Regions from separate parts of the Gossypium raimondii genome. Here region 2 is linked to region 1. Evidence: chromatin contacts called from public Hi-C data. All regions are on one chromosome and are shown on one strand. The core of a region is the stretch at or near the end of the contact, and the rest is flanking DNA. Distances in the headings are between cores, read along the strand shown. Region 1 holds the start of LOC105802089 (60S ribosomal protein L27-3). Region 2 holds the start of LOC105802071 (OVARIAN TUMOR DOMAIN-containing deubiquitinating enzyme 11).

The links. Hi-C and Micro-C count contacts between places; a contact is called where the count stands out from the background.
Region 2: a Hi-C map of leaf shows a contact between it and region 1, with 2.2 times the contacts expected there. The contact joins the promoter of LOC105802071 here to the promoter of LOC105802089 in region 1. A contact is called at or near these places in 2 of 2 Hi-C or Micro-C datasets (both in leaf).

What each region holds. Positions count from the first base shown.
Region 1 is chr7:9,401,962-9,404,674 of ASM2569854v1, forward strand. It overlaps LOC105802089 (60S ribosomal protein L27-3), which reads right to left and starts at 1,431. Exons shown (of 1, transcript XM_012633541.2): 1 at 798-1,431. The coding sequence starts at 1,371. The coding sequence ends at 964.
Region 2 is chr7:9,614,924-9,617,623 of ASM2569854v1, forward strand. It overlaps LOC105802071 (OVARIAN TUMOR DOMAIN-containing deubiquitinating enzyme 11), which reads left to right and starts at 1,318. Exons shown (of 10, transcript XM_052633831.1): 1 at 1,318-1,482; 2 at 2,114-2,285. The coding sequence starts at 2,115.

The sequences.
Region 1 (2,713 bases), core at 181-2,680:
CCTTTATACAGGCTGCAACATGACCACGTGGGTCGAAAATGAGACATTATAAGGCAGCTTAGCAATCAATGAGCGTGAGGCCAAGTACTCTTGACGAAGGTAGTCCATGAGCGGCATGGTGTTCTAGGGGTGACATGTGGAGCCATTTCCGGAGGTGGTATAACAAATATGAACACTACTTTAAACCCAAAGGAACAATGCAGGGTAAAAAAATCCAAGTAGATCAGATTCTGAAAACTAGAACTGTAAAACACTGCTTTTTAGAATATTGCCTACTATTTGCTTGACTTGCATGAACTTTCCTCTAAGCGGTGGTCGTGTAACGAGTGCATAATGTTCACTGCAACGCTCGTTATACGAGTAAACTATAGGTAACAAACCTCTGTGCACTGGAATTGCACGGCAAGCCCCCCAATATGGATTATGATTCCAATTTCAATAAGCCCCACTCCGCCACCTCAAGCTTCCGATAGCCAAACACAAGCACATGTTGCTCACTTCAACTAAGAATCAAATAGTTTGTATAATGGATAAACCCTAAACTAAAAGCTTAATCTCTCGATCAATGCAGATTTACAGAAACAGCGATAACCAACAAAAGCCACATCCAAGCATATTCAAAATGCAGTAAAGCATACCCATTTCTTGGGTTAGCTAAAACATTCAAAAATCCAAAAATAAATCAGTGACAGTGATGACATTATAATAGGTTCAAACATTAAAAGATTCAATTCACAACCTCCATTGATCTACAGATCTACGTTAAGACAATATGATAAATCATAAAGGACACAAAATAGTTCAAAAGCTTAAACTTCTTATAGAAATGAGCAAATCACGTTCCATAAAATAACAAAAATAATAACCCAGAAATATCTTACCCAAACAGATTCAAAATCCGTCATTAAATTCAAAATTGTTCGATAAAACTACATAAGCATAAAACATGTTCCAATAAAACACTTAAAACCTGAGCTTAGTAAAGAACCACCTGTTTTTCCCAGTCTTGAACCTCTCTTCAAACCTCTCCTTAGTTGCCTTACAAGCGGCCACTTTCTTGTCCTTGGTCTGGAGAGCATCGACGGTAACCACGTCTTTCAAGTCCACGTCGAGGGTGTAGCGCGTGGGCATCAGGTGCTGGTAATTGACGAGCTTGATGAAGCACTTGACGCGTGACTTCTTGGCGGTTTTCTTCGCGGAGTCCTTGCGGATAACCTTGCTCGGATACTTCTTTATCCCTGCAACCAAACAATGGCCATAGGCGCGGTCACGTGTGCCATCGTCGAAAGATCTGACAATGACGGCTTTGCGGCCGGCGTATCGGCCCTGGAGGACGATAACTGCCTTGTTCGGTTTAAGAAACTTCACCATGGCGACGGCGGCAGCTGCGGCTCTGATTCTCTTCTCCCAAAAACCCTAAGTAAAGAAACAAGGAAAAAGGGAAATGGGGTAATATATACTGCGAGTTGATTGAAACCCTAGAAGTTTCGGAATCTTGGTGGGCTGGGCTTAAATTTGTGATTTGGTGGCCTTAATTTTTTCGGTCAGAGTGATGGGTCTAATTAGGTCCAATAATTTCGCATGCATTTTGTATGCGTATCAATTTAATTAGGTCCGAACAAAGATAAAAGGAGGTCATACAATATCGATTTTTAAATAATTTAATGATTATTTTGTAATTTTTTGAAGTTAATTGATCAAAAATTAAATTTATTAATAATTTAGTAAATTTCGATTTAGTTTACCTTAAATATTTATATATTAATAATTTGTGTTTTATGATATAGTTCGATGTGTTTTTATCGATTTTTTTATTTGAATAGTATGATAACGATACTCAAAATAGTATAAGTTTAAGATTATTTATTAAAATAAAATGAAAACTATAATGAAAGTGAAAGTTGCACAAGCTACATGCGAAACTTAAATATGTGCATGGATCCCTGAGTTATCATGTGCGGTTACCATATATAGGTTTTAGTTCAGGTAGTCTAACTCATCAATTTTAGTTTAAAATGTATCAATTTTAGTATAATCATTATTATCACTAAGTATGCATATAGCACTAGTTTAGAACATAATTTATTTTGAATTTTAATTATTAATGCCATGTCAGATTATAACTTGCAAAACAAATAAATTTTAAAATTTAATTATGTCATGAATATTTTATATATATAAGTTGTGAATTTTTTTGAAAGAAAATAAGTTGTGATTAAAAATTAATACTAAGGATTTAGTACATATAAAATGAATATATTATGTATGATTTTTTTCCATTTGTAAAAAGTTGTTATAGTTATATGAAATAATTAGATCAAAAGATACAATTAAAGCTATTAAATAACAAACTTAACCATATGGTGTAATTTACGACATAAAACTTTATGCGACTTACATACATATGATATGATACTATCCAAAATTAATTTTGTGAATACTATAAGTTCACCGCAATTTTGGAAGATTATTTAATTTGTATGGTATAACATACAACTATAATTGTGGATGTCACGGCAATTGTTAAGTTTGGATTTAGTTCGATCTAAAAATGGATTTACGTTTTTATTCAAGTTCGATTCAAATAAAAATGTTAAAATCCAGATTCGATTTATATTAAATTTTAAAATTTTATTTTTTATATAAACTTCTTTTAAAAATATAATAAACCAAATAAACTAAAATATTAAAATAAATATTTCACAAAAATTGA
Region 2 (2,700 bases), core at 68-2,567, 210 kb after region 1:
AGTAGGAATATATATAAATATTAAAATTCAATCTTTGAATAAATATATTAAGCAAAGTACTTAAAACAATAAGATCAACACTTCTATTGATCCTAATAGAAAAAAAACCAAATAATAATATCATATATAATTCAAAAGAAAATGACTATTGAAGAGAAAATCTCAAGAGCCATATCATTAAGGATTTCATTTGGTAACAAATTCTTAATTCTTTGCACGTCCTTAAAGTATTAATATCATATTAATTAAGTATTTTCATTCGCCTAACTATTAATTTAAACTTTAAAGGCCAGCTCAGATATGATATAGAACATATTTAAAATACATTAATTATTTTGTAAACACGTTTGAATTATTTTGTAAACACGTCTACACCTGTCGCATGGATAATTTAAATTAAAAAGAAGATTACATTGACATTTTCTATTTTCTTGGTTAAAACATTAGATCGAAATTGCTTATATTACACGCTTTGCTTTAGATTAGAGTAGATATTTAATGGACATAATTGATATAATGTTAAAATTGTAAGGACTCAATAGAAAAAATGAAAGAAGAAATTATGCAGAAGCGTGTGGGAATGGCGTTTGGTCCAATCCAAGTCTACCCATACAAGTAAAGTTTATTAATACGTTTAACATTTCTTCAGGATAATGTCTTAACAATTCTAAGTTTCATTTTCTGGTGAGTTGTATGGATGTATATCGATTATATAGGCTTCAACCATTAATTGCAGTTTTAGTCCTTTCTAAAATCTTAATACTTCATTTTAATTTTGTTATGTACTTATGATCACCAACCCAAAAATTAAATAAGATTCAGGTCGCCTACCGCGACCCGGCTAGGGCCCACCAATTGGATACGTGCAAGCCTTACAGTACAAAGTCAGCAAGGGAAACATGCATAAATTCTATTAAGAACGTCAATTCTATGAATAGTAGCTATGTATAAAAATATTCAGTTAGCCCCTTTTATGGGACAAAACGGAAAATTACTTAACAAATCTCTTTCTCAATTTAAAAATTCAATTTAATCCATTTTAAATACAAAATTTTAGTTTTGATTTCATTTTTTAATTTAACTTATTCTATAATTATATATACTTATAATTTTGTATATATATACTTTCAAGGGATCCATTTGCACTAATATAACACATTATAATAATTTTTAATATTTTAATAATTCACTGTGAATTTAAAAATATTTCATTTATATCCACCAAAAAGAATTTCACCCTTTTTTTGTTTTTTTTTCCCTTATACTTCGTATTGACTTATTGTAATAATAACAGTAAAAAATCAAACATTCAGACAACTATTTTGACCATTCCCTTCTTTTTTTCTTTTTTTTTTTCCATTTATTTAAATAAGCAAGGCTTGATACGATTAGAAAACGTTTCAGCTTCAGCTGAGAAGATCGAACGAACTATTCAATCCTACATCAACAAGTTCCCAAAGTTGTTCAATTTTTTTATTCTGGGTATTCTCTATTTCCAATTTGTTTTTTTGGATTTTATGTGGCTATGGCTATGGCAATGGCTGTTTTTTTGTTTTTGTTCTCACAGTTATGTTCATTCCCTTGCTCCTGTCTTACTTGGATGACTCGTTCTCTGCTTGGTAGCTGAGAAAATGGAAGAAAAAAAAAGATAATTATAGGAAATTCATTGTTAATTTGGAATTGTTTTTGTTTAGTATAGACTTCTCCCAATCCATTTCAGCTGAGAGTTATAAGCATCACAGTTAAATGATCCTACCCCTTTTTTAATCTATCATATGCTTATATGGAATATAAGAAGAGCTATTCTAGGAACCATTATTTTGTCTTTTATTTTCTGGGTTTTTTAGGGTATGGGTATTTCTAACATACCCATTGAGCATCTGGATAACTTGGATTTTTAAGCCACGGTTTTAGGGATTTCTTTTCTACTTTTGAGGATTTGCTGTTAAGCTTTTAGGATCATGGATGATTGTTAGCTTTTGATTGATGTTCTTATGTTTGATATTGTGTTTGCTTGATTTGGAGGGTTATCAACCTTTTCCTATCAGTATAATTGATGGCCTAAATTCTTGCAATCTCATGTTTTCTTGGCTGAATATTTTTATTGAGACAGTATGAGTGAAGGGCAGCACAATAATGCAAGTGCAAGCTCCAGCTCGAGTTTGAATAGCAGTTTCCAAGATACAGAGGATGACCAAGCCATAGCAAGCATCTTAGCAGAAGAGGAAAACTTGCACTACAATGCCAAGCTTGGAAAACGACTCTCTCATCTGGATTCCATTCCGGTATAATCATCTCTTATCTCTTATTTGTTAGTTGGTCACTTTGTTGAAAAACTATTTGCAATTGTTTTAAAACTGTACGGCATTGCATTGCCGTAGTAGTTTATTTCCTAAAATGCAATCTATTTTCTTCTCTTTAATTCCACAAGGACTATGTTCTGCTGAATGAAATGCTATAATTTGGAAACTTTAGGAATTATATGTCTTCTACAATAGGTGCCTATAATTGTTCAACATTGTGTTATTTTCATCACTTCTGAGATTCCAGCAATATTTCTTTCTTTGTTTCGTTCTAAAGTTTTCTTTTCCCATTATAGTTTGTTTTCTCGGTCCTTGAGTCATATGCATTATTCTTGCATAATTGCCATTGCCTGAAGCAGACATTCTCATAATATGAAATAGATCATTGATCATTAGA